Linked DNA regions of Sus scrofa: region 1 is linked to region 2. The links are chromatin contacts, called in public Hi-C maps. All regions are on one chromosome and are shown on one strand. The core of a region is the stretch at or near the end of the contact, and the rest is flanking DNA. Distances in the headings are between cores, read along the strand shown. Region 1 holds the start of PCDH10 (protocadherin-10). Region 2 holds the start of PABPC4L (polyadenylate-binding protein 4-like).

Region 1 (7,186 bases), core at 3,551-6,050, 810 kb after region 2:
AACTAGATAGCTGAGCTCTGCTCGCTGGTGTTTAGTCTAGAAAAAAAATAAATAAATCAAGAGCATTTGAATGCTGAGGGTTTAACTAACAGTCTGCTTTGGAGGTTAAAAACTAATTCTAGCTTAAGTAATTGTGTACATTTTTGTGAATTTCTAGGCTGTCCTAAAACTTCAGACTAGTGATTGCTGGGTAAAGGCAAGAAGATATTCAGAGACACTTCAATCTAGATTTTCAGTAAAGGTTAAAAAATGCAGAAATCAAAGGCCAATTTTAAATTGTGTGTGTGTTTAAGGAGAGAATGAAAATGATCTCATAGCTGGGGCTCATAAACTATTGTTTCTAATAGAGTCAACCTAGTTATAGGCTGCAGTCTTTCTTTCAGGGGCCTAAAAATGTGTTTAGGTGCATACTGGTTGACACAAGAAAAACAGCACGCTCAATAAGCAAAAAGTTTGGATATTTTATGGAATTATTTTGTTGTTTATTGTCAAAATGTGCTTAAGATACAAATGAGCTGTACAAATATTCATGAAAGTCAATAATATCTAAGATTCAAATAAAATAACCTGCCATGAAAGGAGTTCATAAACCTCCTTCCCCTCTAGCCCAATTCTTTCCCCCTCCGAACACCCTCTGCTTTCTCCTCCCGCCTCCACCACCCACACACCTTTTCCGGTCCAAACTTTCTTTTACATGAAACAACTCTATTCTCCCCCTCCCTCCCTCCTTTCCACTTTGCCACTTCTCCATCTTATAAAAAGAAATAGGAATTGACAAGCCAAATTCTTAGATGAAGAAAGCCAGTAGCAGTGATTTTGACCAAAAAAAGGTTGCAAGAAAGTGATTATTAGCCTAAAGATATATTTAAGACAACAATTGTTTAAGCCTTTCGTTAGTTTAAGCTTACAGGGGTTTTGCCAAAGCAACTTCATTCAAATTCACACTGTGTGGGCGTTCGGCTTCAAGAGCGTCTGTAAATGCTGTCCAGAGCACAAGTGAAGGCTTTTCTGCAACCCGAGTTCAGAGGACAAGGATCTGATAACTTATTCACTAAAACATGCATTCGAGTTCAAACAACTGTGCAACGTTAAACAATCTATATCTTACTTTTACACGCGACTGAAAGCATCGATAAACAAAGCAAAACAATTAACTTTATTAACGCCCGGGGCAAATGCAAAGAGAAAAAAATCCTTTGCCAGTGCCAGAAAGTCCCTCCAACCGCATTTCCCTCTCCCCCGCGCACTTTCCCCTTTCCCCCCAGATTTCTAAGGGACGTGACTGAAGAGGGTCTCAGGCTTTTAAAGGAGAGATGCCAGAGGGAAGTAGGAAGGTCCAAGGCGGCAAAGCACCAAAGGAGGGGGATGAAAATAAGCGTGGAGGGGTGGGTGGAGTGCAGAAAATTAGGGACACCACGAAGTTTAAGTTATACACGAAGGGGTGGGAGAGGTGATCCCCCAATTTCTGACCCAACAAGGAAACAAGTAAGCTAACATCCTAAAAATAAATACACAGTGCACCAGAGATACAAGGGCCGACTAGAGGAGGCTTTCAGATGGAGGAGATGAGAGATGGTGGTCCTTTCGCTTCAGCCTTACCTCGTTGGACAAAATGCTTCCGTTGGAGATGATGTCAGGCTGCTGGTCTGTATAGCCAGTGACGATGGCCCCGCAGGGGTTGTGCTCAGTGTCCGTACTCCTGGAAGGGCTGCAGGGTTTAAGGAACATCAGATCGGTCTTGGCGGACTCAGGGGTCAGGCAGACCTGGTAGCAGTAATTCTGGTTGTGGTGATGGGAGCCAAAGCCCCCGGACTCCTCCACCGGCACTTGGGCCGGGTTACTGGGTACATTGGAGCTTTGCACCAGCATGATGTCCGACTTGCTGAGTTTCTTCTTGCGCGCTCGAGCTTGGCGGCCGCAGCAGGTCGAGCCCCCGCCGCCACAGCAGCAGCAACAGAGGCAGCAGTCGCTGGCCAGACACGTGTAGATGTTGAGTTTCTTCTCTTTTTGGCAACGCACCGCAAGCACGATCATGGCCAGCAGGAAAATGAAGGACACCGAGCCCAGCGCAATGATGAGGATGAGGGTGAGGTCCAGCGAGGTCTCCCCACCGCCGGAGCGACTCGGGCGTTGGTGCTCCCCTGAACTCCCGCCACCACCCCCGCCCCCACCCTGGGGCTCGACAGCGCCATCCACCAGCTGCACCACCAGGGTGGCGGTGGAGGACAGAGGAGGCTGCCCATGGTCGCGCACCTCGATCACCAGCTCGTAAGGCCGCTGGGGGTCGCGCTTGGCCGGCACCCGCCGCGCTGTGCGAAGCTCCCCGGTGCGCCAGTCCATGCGGAAGAGGTTCATTTCGTTGCCCCGCACAATGCTGTAGGTGAGCCGGGCGTTCTCGCCGTCGTCCGCGTCCACCGCGGCCACGCGGGTCAGCAGGTAGCCCGGCTCCGCGGAGCGGGGCAGCACCTCGCGCGCCGGAGTCCCGTTGCGCCCTGGAAGGGGCGCCACTATGGCAGGGGCGTTGTCGTTCTGATCCACGATGAGGATGTTAACAGTGGCGTTGCCAGCCAGCGCCTGGGGGCTGCCGGCGTCCCGGGCTTCCACCTGGAAGCTGAAGTCCTTAAGCTGCTCATAGTCGAAGGAGCGCAGGGCGTACAAGTAGCCGTTCTCGGAGTTGATGGACACGTAAGTGAAGACGCTCATGCCCTGGATCTGGCACTCCAGGATAGAGTAGGCTAGCTGGGCGTTGGCGCCCTCATCACGATCTGTGGCGCTCACCGCGTAGATGTAGGCACCAGGCACGTTGTTCTCGGTCACATACACGTCGTAGACCGGCTGGCTGAACCGCGGTGCGTTGTCGTTCACATCTGACACTTGTACCTGTATTGACTTACTGGTGGAGAGCGCAGGCTCGCCCCGGTCCCGAGCTACCACGGTCAGGGTGTAGGAGTCCCCCGCCTCTCGGTCTAGAGGGGCCTCGGTCACTATGGTATAGTAGTTTTTGAAGGAAGACTTGAGGCGGAACGGCACATCCCTCAGCAGCTCGCATTGCACCTGTCCATTCTCCTCTGAGTCGCGGTCGGTCACGCTGAACAAGGCCACAACTGTGCCGGGCGCCGCGCCCTCGCTCACCGCTTCCTTCACGGTGCTGAAGCTGATCTCCGGCGCGTTGTCGTTAGCATCCAGCACTCTCACTATCACCTTGCAGTGCGCGGTCACGGCGTTGGGGCCCAGGTCCTTGGCTTGTACGTATACTTGGTACACCGGGCTCTCTTCGTAGTCTAGCTCGCCGCTCACCTCCAGTCGGCCAGTGCGAGGAGAGAGTCCGAAGAGCTCTCGCGCCCGGGGCGAAATGTGGCTGCTGAAGGAGTACACGACCTCACCATTCTGGCCCTCATCTGGATCTGTGGCATTAAGCTGGATCACGAGCGTGCCCGGCGGGGAGTTCTCCGGTAGGGACACAGTGTAGACGGGTTGGTCGAAGGCGGGCACATTGTCGTTGGAGTCCAGCACTCGGATGGTGAGTAGGGCCGTGCCCGTGCGCTGCTGCTGGGGAGCAGGCCCCCTCCCCCGCCTCCTCCTCCTCCTCCTTCTCCTCCTCCCCCTCCTCCCCCGTCCACCGCGGTCAGCACGTAGCGGTGCACCGCTTGCTGCTCTCGGTCCAGTGGCTTCTCCAGCACCAGCTCGGCGAATCGGTTGCCATCCCCCTGGGTCTGCACGTCTAGGGAGAAGTAGCTGTTGGGGGTGATCTCGTAGTCGCGCAAGGAGTTCGTACCCACGTCTGGGTCGAATGCGCTCTCCAAAGGGAAGCGAGTGCCTGGCGTGGCGCTCTCAGAGATTTCCACAGTCAGGTCCGGCTCCGGGAAGGAGGGGGGGTTGTCATTGATGTCCAACACCTCAATCTCCACCCGAAACAGCTCCAGGGGGTTCTCCAGGAATACCTCTAGGTGCAGGACGCAGGAGGGACTCTGCTTGCAGATTTGCTCGCGGTCAATCTTCTCGTTCACGTACAGCACCCCAGTCTCCAGGTTGAGGTCCAAGTAAGGGGTCCGAGAGTTGGGCGCCGTTTGAAACCCGCGAGCTGAAAGTTTTGTAATGTCCAAGCCCAGATCTTCAGCGATATTCCCCACGAAAGTGCCATGTTCCTGCTCCTCCTGCACCGTATAGTGAAGCTGGGAAAAGACTCCTTCTACCATCCAGAGCAAGGCAAAGAATAATAGCACAATCATCTCCAAAGGGAAAGGAAGCAGCTTCCCGCAGCCAGTCAGCCACCCAATCACCTCCCCCACCACCACAAAAAAAAAAAAAAAATCTCAAATAAAAAATATGAATAAAAGTGAGCTATGTGGGGGGCTGCTGTGGCTTTCTTTCCTTAAAAATCTATTCCTTCTGCTTCATTTTAGGGTTTCACCCAATTCAGCCTCATTTTTCAATCTTAGCGCAGGAAAGGTGACAGGCGTCCCCTTTCCTCATCTGTAGTCTTGACACTGACCAATTAATAAAATAATAATACAATAGTCAGCGTCCTTTATTCCGACAGTCTTGGCGCAACGCGGCGCTGGCAAATCCCAAGGAGGAAATTTCGATATTTCAAGACTGTCCTCGGTTCGTCTTCTTGCTGATGGGAGGAGAAGGAAAAGGAAGAGAAGGAGGAGGAGGAAGATGAAGAGGAAGAGGAGAAGGAAGAGGAGATGCTGTTGGCACCGCTGAACATGCCTCTTAATGTCAACGGCTGGCAAACGCAAAAGGGCTTAAAAACAGCGAGAGAATTTTGTGCCGGAAAAGAATAAAACGGCTCTGCAGCATAAAACTTTCATTCTCTTCATTTCTCCGGATGGATGTTCTTCTTGACATTTTTTTCTTCTTTCGCTCTATTTGTATTTTTTGGCTTTCATAGTCTTGTCTTTCTCTGTCCTCATTTCCACCGTCGTTTGCCTCTCTGTAAGTGTGATGAGCAGTTTCTTTTCTGCTGTTTCCTTCCCAAGCCTCTTCTTCCCTCTAACCTGTCTCTCTTCCTTCCAAGTCCTTCCCTCCTCCTGCCTCAGCCTCAGAGCCTGTGATCTCGGCTAGCAGTTTCTGAGCTCCGAGCGCTCTGCTTCTCTGTTTTTGCGCAGCGCCCTCATTCTGCCAACCAATCGCTGAGGAGCACCACCCACCGAGCCACGGCTAATTGGCCAAACTGGCCGTCAAGCAGGCGCGTCACGCAGCAACTATGCCGGGCGGGATAGAACCCGCGCCCAGGCTTCTGGAGTGAGTGTGAGTGTGAGAGCGAGAACCGCCCCGCAGGTCCCGAGGCGCTGGCTGGGGACTCGGCCGCGGAAAGTTCCCAGTCCCCAGCCGCAGGTAATCAAGAGGGAATAGAGAGGTTTCCCTGTTTGCATCAGCAAATGCGAAAACATAATAGCAGTAGAGGTATCCTCTCCCAGGAGCGGGGTTTCCAATGACGCTAACGTTCTTTTTCCTTTGAGGTGTTTTCCTTGCGACTGATGGTGGAAATAAGTCTCCGGGACAGGAAAAAGTTGCAGAGGGGTCACTTACTGGCAGGGCGGAGATTAGCAGGACATTTTAAAAATGCGTATGATATGGCTTGTGCCAAACTAAATGTGAGGGTCTGAAGGGGTCATGTGAAAAGGGGTGAAGCAGTTGGAATATGTAGTGGAGGTGGGTCCTGTGGAAAGCCGTGGGATTCACGCCCAGAGATGGGGGCTAGCGGCTCTTAGAGACGTGCTACCTCTTCCCTTCCTAAACGAATATTTACAATATTCTTACCAAATAGAATTCGGTTGGGGACTGGTTTGAGCGTTTTGATCAATGACCGAGGAGTTTCTTTTGAGCTCTGCTTTCGAGACAGCGGTCCTAAGCCAGACTCTCTGGCGTCGGGCACTGAACCCCTCCCGCAGCTGCAAGGCACCTCGGGTATCCCTGCGCTTCCCACTGCCAAGTGCAACGCGGCGGCGGCGCGTTGGGGTCTTTTCTGCTTTTTACTGATGTTTGGAGATTACCCCTCCCCTCCGCCCTTTGCTAGACCAGCTTGGGGCAAGACCAGATTGTTGTCCAGCTTGGGGCAAGACCGCTGGAAGAGGGCAGCCAGGAGGCCGTTTCCGCGGGCGGGGGTAAGAGTGAGTGCGTGGGTGGGGGCCGTGTACACGCCGGGCCGAGTGTGTGCCGCTGCGGGTATCTGCAAAAGCGCTTGTACATTCACGAGGCTCGCATCTATGTACTGGGCACAGCTCTATGTAAACCCCAACTGAGCCTCCTCCACGTACCCTCCCAGGTACCGAAGGATGCGCTTGACATGGTCTGAGTGCTCACTCTGAAGGCGCCGGGGCAAAGCGGCGCGTCCGGGCACCCAGTTCTTTTGAAGTTAAAATACAACGCGAACTCTCCAGTGCTAGACAGTGGATTGAATGTTAATTCTGCAAGAAAAAATTTTAAACGTAATTTTATATTAATTAAATAATGGGCTGTAGTGGAGTTGTTTATCCATCCAAAGCAGCCCCAGTTCAGTTTCCTCCTAATGCCACAAGATAGGAAGGTCCCTTGGGGCTTCCTGGTAATGAATGACCCGAGAGTACCACCACCACAACCTGAGGGAAAAGGAGAGTCGTTTCCCTGACCACGAGGTACGTTGCTATTCCATACTGGCAGGGAATTAAGGAGGGCGAGTGTTGTGATTAGAGACTGAGGCATGCCCCTGCGGGTCCAGCGAGTGCATGTCTACAGCTCTAGCCCCCCACCCCCCTTTGCTCTTTCATGGAGCTTGGTTCTGCCTTTGAGCGGTTAGAAGGAAAGGATGCCAGCAAAAATGGCTAATCCTTTTCCAGCTGCAGTAAATTGACGACTGGCCAAAGCCAAGCGAAAACCGCTGCAGTTAAAATGATTTTAGCTTACGTCTGCGGCTGAGAATGGAGCGGCAGTTTATAAAAGGACCTGTGGATCAATGAAAAGGAGATTATAGTGTATCTGAATATTAATTACGACATTGTATCTGTACTTTCTACCCCTCCTCCCTTCCCTGATTTTTCTTTAGATCTACAGGATTGAAATGAAATGTTTTGAGGTCTTCAAGCTGACTCAGGATCCTGGAGTATTTTTAAAATGACGGTAATTTTCTAATGTTTAATTTGTATATACGGAAGCACTTGTGTGTGTGCGCGTGTGCGCGCGTGTTTGCGTGTGAGAAACA
Region 2 (7,843 bases), core at 3,274-5,773:
TGTCTTGTTCTTGTTTCATTTCCTGCCACTTCCTTCTGTACACTTTATATTCCAGAAATATTAAAAGCATACTAGTTGACACCAACATTACTTATCCCTAAACTTCTCCAGAATTCACAAAAAGACAGCTTGGACTTCTTTAGTACCATGTTCTCTGTAAAAGCTTTTTTGGTCTTTCTAGATAGAATTATTCCTATGTCTTAATTGCTAAATTTCCACCATATATATTCTTAGATTGTTGATTTTACATTATATTAAAATTGTTGTTTTAGTTGTTTTTTTTCCCAGTAAGAACATTGATGGTGTTGAGGAAAGATTCTGTGTCTTATTCAGTTTTTTTTTCTGTGATGCCTAATATTTTTACTGGTAAATGATATTTTGGACTGATTTAAACTTTTGATCAAGACCTACTAATAATCAAACATTATTCTTTGTGACATTTCTATATGCTCTGGAGAAGTGTAACTCTGATATGTAAATCATATACTTCATTCTAAGAAAGTTAACACTATATTTTGGTAAAAAACTATAAAATGATTATAACTGAAAGGGATCATAATTGTCAAATAAAATTGAAACAATCTAAGAGATATAAATTACACTTTGCAGTAAACATTGAACAGGGCACTTTCAAAATATAATAAAAGCAAGTTTCATTCATATAATTACTTTCTATTAAGGTAATAAAGACCATTTTAAACAAAAATAAGAAAATTTTTATCGATAGTTGATTACATCAGAGCAATGATTTAAGCAGATGTCAGAAACTACTTTGGTCTAATTAGTACAAAAGATTTCTATTTTAAAATGCATTCTCATACTCAAAATAGCAATTCATTTCTTCACAATATATGCTAAAGTAACCATTGACCTCTATCACTGTCAGTGTCAAGGAACAGAAACACTGACAGTTTTACTGCCATTTAAACAAAATATCATCTTATTTCCTCTTAGTTCTTTGAGCCACCCACACAGCAAACTTGTGCATTGAATGGCAATTGAACTAAGATAAGATGGGCAAACTTACAGTTTACTTAAAAATGAAGAAAAACTTTTGGCACTTAATTAAAACATTTTCAGAATATTTAGGGAATTTAGGAGATATGGAAGTTAGCAATATGCAAAGCTGCAACAACTTGCTAAAGAAAACAGAAGATAATTAACATAGGCAATATCAGTTTCAAGTTAAGGCCCACCGAAGCCAATGGGCTGATGCTAAAATTGAGTACAAATATGTAATGTATAAGTTAAATAAATTGTTTCAGAAAAGAAAAAGTAATCAGTATCAGCTGGACTATTGAGAGAAAAAAAAAAAGTATGTTGGTATAAATGGGCCTGAAGGATGATAGAATTTGCATAGTTATGAGGAAAGGATATTTTTAAAACATTAACTGCATGTCTATATAGAACAAATAATAAATTAGCTTGATAGAAGATATATGTAGCTAGGCTAAAATTGAGATTGCAAAATGTTGGAAGTAACTTTTTTTAACTAAAATCTTATGAAAGAATTGTTCGTAAGATTATTCTAGCAGCAAAATGCACAGTGGACTGCCATATAAACAGACTGACATATAAACAAAAGAAGATGAATGAATAAAACTCATGCAATAATACACAGGGAAATGAGGCAAAAGCAATAGTAATGGGACTAGAAAGAAAGGGCAAATGTAAAAGACATACCAATTAAGAAATTACTGAATCAACACATCTGACAAAATGATGAGATTTAGATGATTAAAGAGAGGGAAGAATCATAGATGCTTAAATATGCTTACTTTGTTAAAATATAAACCTGAAAGCAGTATAATGAGTAGTATCAATAGGAATGAGCATGATTGGCAGTCATTTGACAAATTGAGGTTTGTACTCAAGTGTGCCTATAAGTTGATTAGAGACCACAGCACTGAATTCTGATTTTGAAAACCCTTCTTCACTTTTTACCAAGTGTTTAGTGAAGATTACACTGAAGTGAAGAGTCCAGGAGATTTTGAAATATTATGGTATCTTGCTATAGCTGAATTATTGTTGTATAAAAAACTAATGTAATCTTAGGCATTTTTCCAAATAATAAGAGATCTCAAAAAAATTCTCAGGAAATGCACACTTAGGAACTTTCTTTTTAAAAAATCTGATAATATCGAATATGATATGATCACTTATTTACTTTAACAATGCAGAAAGTGTCTGAGTTTTTAAAGCATATGCTGAAATCCTCTGAATGGTATACACCAGCTATATCAGTGGTTGTTTTTCTTTTAATAATTGCAGCCTAGAGCATGTGGCTGAAGAAAAGATTATTTATTTATTTGAATAAATGATCTTACAGGAGCAACACAGAATAAATTTCACAAGCAAAAATAATTAGAATTAATTTAGGAGTAATCACACAACCATTATTCGATATTATATAGATTAAAAGCAATGTGGATTTTATAGTGAAAATCATCCTCCAGCTTAGTTTTGTGTGTGTGTATGTGTGTGCTTAATATTATTACTAAGACTGAATTTTGTTAGAGTATCAACAAAGTATTTCTGAAAGAGAAATATTTCAGAATATCTTCTGTAAAATAAATACATATTTTTAGTGCTCACATTAGAAAAGACGCCACTATGGGGACTCACTTGTTTAGGTGTAAAGTCTTTTGTTTATTTTTATTAATGTATAGTTGATTTACAATGTGCCAATTTCTGCTGTACAGCCAAGTGACCCAGTCATCCATACACACACACACACACACACACACACACAGCACACACAGAGCACACACACATTCCCTTTCTTATATTATCTTCCATCACAGACTGTCTCAAGAGACTGGATATAGTAGTTGTAAAGCCCTATTTAAAGCTGTGGGATGGAAATCAGGTTGTTATGATCATTATACAACTACAGATGTGATAAATTCATTTGAGTAATAAAAAAAAAAGTAAAAATAAATAAATAAAGCGGTTCAGAGACCAAAAGAATCTGCACCACTTAGGAGCTTTTTGGAAATGTAGAGTTTCCAGCTAATTCCAAAATAATCAGAATCTGCTTTCAAACAAGGTCCCTTCTGGATTTCTCTGTCCATTAAAGTTTGAAAAATACTAAATTAGCCTCATAAAAACCGATCTACACAATTCAGTTTTGCAGGTAACATTACTTAAAATGCACTAAAATTTAAGGTTTTATGGGAATGATGTTAAGGAATTTATTTAATGCTAGAGGAAACGAAACTTATGTTACTCCAAACTTATTCTGTGGCAGATATTATGTTAAACATTTCCAAATTTATTCATTTAATTTTTACAGTACTCTCTGAGGCAAGGGACACTATTTCCATGTCTCTGGACATGAAACCAGCCTCAGATTAAATATCTCATCTGTTCCATGCAGCAGATTCTTTCAATAAATACTGAGCATCTCATTTCTGCAAGCCCCTGAGTTAAGCCTGGAAGTAAAGTGGGCATGGTCCCTACCCTCATGGAATATGTACAATATATTTTAATTAGAAAAATGCTAAGTAAATACAAGGTAGTTTCTAAGAGAGAAACCAAACTTTTTCAGAAGTTGTATAGGGGAAACTTCTATTTGGAAACAGCATCTAAACTTATTGCTAAAGAACACAGTTTGGTAAAATTGTCCCTGAGCAAAAGGCCAGCATGTCACGGAGTTTAGTAAGGGGATCCAAACAGCAATTGAGGCTGGAACATAGCAGGAATCCTGCAGAACTCTGTAGTACAAGGTGCTGATGATGGATCTTATCCAAGAGTCAAAGAAAGCCACTGTAGGGTTTGAAGCAAGGAAGGGACAAGCGCTGACCCCCTCCCTCACGGCCAAGCTCCTGCAGTCAGACTCGCGCCAGGCCCTGCGGGCGGGTGGGTTTATTAGGGCCACTCCCCTAGGCTGCCTTTCTCCACCCCAGTCACCGCCTCCAGCTACTCGGCTGAGCTGTCTGAGGGTGTGGGAAGTGGGCGAGAGGGGCGGGGGAAGAAAAACATTCTCAAAAAATATAAAAAGAAAATATCTCCCTTGGCAGCGAGTGCGCGGGAAGTTGAGTGCGCGAGTTCCGGGCTTCCCGCCCGCCCCCCGCCAGCTGCAGCCTGGGTGAGCCCCCAGCCCCTGCTCTGCCGCCGCCCGCGCCGAGCCGCGGCTGTCCGTCCGCCCCTCTGTCGGTCTGTCCACCTCCCCACCCCCACCCGTCCTTCCTGGGTCGCGGTGCGCGATCTACGGGGCGGAGGGTAGCTGAGGGTGGCCGAGGTCGGTGTGGGCGCACAGCCCCAGGAGCCCCCGGCCGAGCCCCAGCAGGGGCGCCTGCAAGACCTGGTCCTGGGCGGTTCAGGGCTCACGGGGGACCGCCCGCGCTGCCGCAGGCGCTCCGCGTCCCAGGCCGCAGCCTCAGAGGCCACTTGTGGAATTCTCCGGACTGCTGTAACTTTAAACCGGCCTGAGCGAGGCCTGTTTTTATTCAGAAACCAGCGATCTGAGTTCCTGTGGAGACTGGTCAGATGGAGGACCAGACCTCCACTTGAAGATTCCCGGTTGGTGGGGAAGGACCAGCTTGTCCTAGGAGCCTTTCTTTGAGATTCCAAATTTCTGCCACCACCTTCTTGGGAAGGCCAGACTGGTTCTGGGGGCTGTTTCTGAACCCCACTGCTTGGCCCCCAAAGCAGTGACTCAGGCCACCACGCATGAACCCAGGCCAAAGTGTGATCTGGCCACATGCAGAAATCGCTCCAAGAGCTCTTTACCGACTTGCGGTGGTGAGGAGCGAGGAGATGAATATAGCAGCCAAGTACCGCCAGGCCTCCCTGTACGTGGGTGACCTCCATGCGGATGTCACTGAGGACCTGCTGTTCAAGAAATTCAGCACTGTGGGGCCCGTGCTGTCCATCCGCATCTGCAGGGACCTGGTCACCCGACGTTCTCTGGGCTATGCCTACGTGAATTTCCTGCAGCTGGCAGATGCCCAGAAGGCCCTGGACACCATGAATTTTGACCTGATAAAAGGCAAATCCATCCGTCTCATGTGGTCTCAACGTGATGCCTACTTAAGGAAATCTGGAATTGGGAACGTGTTCATCAAGAATCTGGACAAATCCATGATAATAAAACCCTTTATGAACATTTTTCAGCTTTTGGGAAAATCCTGTCCTCCAAGGTGATGAGTGATGATCAGGGCTCCAGGGGCTATGCATTTGTGCACTTTCAGAACCAGATTGCTGCAGATAGAGCCATCGAGGAGATGAATGGGGCACTGCTTAAAGACTGCAGGCTATTTGTTGGCAGATTCAAAAACCGCAAAGATCGAGAAGCAGAGCTTCAAAACAAAGCCAATGAGTTCACCAATGTTTACATCAAAAACTTCGGAGATGACATGGATGATGAGAGACTGAAGGAAGTTTTCAGCAAATATGGCAAAACCTTGAGTGTTAAGGTGATGAGAGATTCCAGTGGGAAATCCAAAGGCTTTGGCTTTGTGAGTTTTGATAGCCATGAGGCTGCCAAAAAGGCTGTTGAAGAAATGAATGGAAAGGACATAAATGGACAGCTGCTTTTTGTAGGCCGGGCACAAAAGAAAGCAGAGCGACAGGCTGAGTTAAAGCAAATGTTTGAGCAGCTGAAACGTGAAAGGTTTCGCCGGTGCCAGGGGGTAAAGCTCTATATTAAGAACTTGGATGAGACCATTGATGATGAAAAACTACGGAGGGAATTTTCTTCATTTGGATCAATTAGCAGAGTTAAGGTAATGCAGGAAGAAGGGCGAAGCAAAGGGTTTGGCTTGATCTGCTTCTCCTCTCCTGAGGAGGCCACTAAAGCGATGACTGAGATGAATGGCCGCATCTTGGGCTCTAAGCCACTCAATATCGCCCTGGCCCAGAAGCCCTAGGACAGGAAAACTGCACCAGCCAGAATTTGCAGTAGTTAGAGGAATGTTAGTGTTCTCTGCCTTCATTGTCCTCAGTAAATTTCAAATCCCAGCTAATGGCTGCTCAGCTTAGTAAATGTTGTGATCAAAGGTTTTATATACAAAGCTATTTATTTTTCTTTGGAGGAAAAATAAGTGAATCTTTGAAGCTTGGTTCTTTTTACAGAGGCACACCTTCTAATTACAATATTGTAATTTTTTTTCTGATTTTGATGTAGTGTTCATAGCAATAAGTATAATTAGATATATTTTATATTTTGAACCAACTGAAATGTGATAATTATTTACATTTATTGCATACTTTTTCTTAACAATATTGTTAGCTTTAATTTCCTCCATGAAAATATGCCAAAGTAGTTCTTATACCTAAGAATTGCAAAGTAATGTATTTTTACAAAGAGAAAATTTTATTTCTCATCTAACTTTTAAAGAAATCAGTATTTTAAAATTACTACTACAAATTCAGTATCTAATTTCATTTTGAATTAATGTTTAAAGTACTAGGAAATATTTGAATTTTTTTAAATTTATAAATGAGTATTTTTCTGATGCCTGAAATTAATGATGGAGGCTTTTAATGTTGCCTACAAATCTGCTTTATAGGATATTTTGTTATTCTTTCCATTGGTTGACTATGATCCAGGTGCTTACTGGTTATCAAAATTGTGACTTGAATAGTAAAACCTTAACTTCTACATTCCTTAAGTTATAAAACTATATCAATTTAGGTCAAAAAGTTGGCCTAGTTTTAATTCTCTTCATAACTACACAGCATAAAATGATGCCTTAATTATTTAACTAGATAGCAGTGTCATAAAAGTCATATATATACATATGTGTATAGATATATGTATATATGACATAGAAATTCTGCTTAACACCTGTGTTTTCTAATCGCTGTTTTGTATTGTTCAGTGTAGTAGTATTGTCTCAGGGTTCAGAAAAGTAAGTTTCTTTATTTTTATGAGCTCCATGTCTTCTTTTATAAAACTGTAAGAGCTATGTAATCCATAGCCATGATCAGAAGGTCACTAATTGACTTTCTGTTAAATTGAAGTCACATTACTTAGCCTGTTGTCCAGCGAAATTTTTATTTCAGCCCATTCCCAGATCTTACTTTATCTTCTGTCTTTTGTCTGTATTACTCAGCTCCTCTATACTTTTTAAAAGGGGTTTTATTTTATTGATTTTTACTATGTGCTGTTTGAAAGCAGTTTGGAAGTAATAGAATTATTTATTTACATTTAAATACTTTTGAAATTCTGATTCACTCATACCAAAGGTATCTAGAAAATAGTTTTGTTGTTTTTTCTTTTTATCCTGTATAATTATTTCCTATAACCATAGATTTGAGTCTTCTGTTTCATATATTACCAGTACAAAAGAAATATTAAAATATTTTTCTTTGGCAATACTTTAAGCTACGAAGGAATGAGAAAATCTGTTTCTGTTTATTTTTATATGAACTATGTGTATATTCATTGCACATTTTCTAAATTAAAAGTCTTATTTAGACAATGAAAATAATTATGGACAATGAAAAAATTACAGCAACATATAATCTTATTATGCAGACAGACCTTCTGTTGAAATGTGTTGCATCTCCTCCCGATTTTTTTCTGTGCATATACACATAATTTAACATAAATAGAATCATGTTATAAGCCTTGTTTGAAATTGTTTCCTTTTTTTCTTTTTTCTTTTTTCTTTTTTTTTTTTGGCTTTTTAGGGACACACCCGTGGCATATTGAATTTCCTAGGCTAGCGGTCGAATCGTCGAATCGGAGCTGCAGCTGCCAGCCTAACCACAGCCTCAACAATAAGGGATGTGACCTACACCACAGCTCATGGCAATGCCAAATCTTTAACCCACTGAGAAAGGCCAGGGATATTAGTTAGATACATTTCTGCTGCGCCACAATGGGAACTCC

Evidence for each region. Hi-C and Micro-C count contacts between places; a contact is called where the count stands out from the background.
Region 1: a contact with region 2 is called in a Hi-C map of embryonic fibroblasts, with 1.8 times the contacts expected there. The contact joins the promoter of PCDH10 here to the promoter of PABPC4L in region 2. A contact is called at or near these places in 1 of 5 promoter capture datasets (liver) and 2 of 47 Hi-C or Micro-C datasets (embryonic fibroblasts and heart right ventricle).

The regions. Positions count from the first base shown.
Region 1 is chr8:93,042,465-93,049,650 of Sscrofa11.1, forward strand. It overlaps PCDH10 (protocadherin-10), which reads right to left and starts at 4,801. Exons shown (of 6, transcript XM_021101591.1): 1 at 3,560-4,801; 2 at 1,600-3,557; 3 at 1-36. The coding sequence starts at 4,229. LOC106504727 (a long non-coding RNA gene) reads left to right here and starts at 5,199. Exons shown (of 7, transcript XR_002346795.1): 1 at 5,199-5,343; 2 at 7,031-7,104.
Region 2 is chr8:92,229,642-92,237,484 of Sscrofa11.1, forward strand. PABPC4L (polyadenylate-binding protein 4-like) reads left to right here and starts at 4,524. Exons shown (of 2, transcript XM_021101590.1): 1 at 4,524-5,083; 2 at 5,086-7,668. The coding sequence starts at 4,675. The coding sequence ends at 5,873. The region is part of intron 3 of LOC110262158 (a long non-coding RNA gene); the gene reads left to right.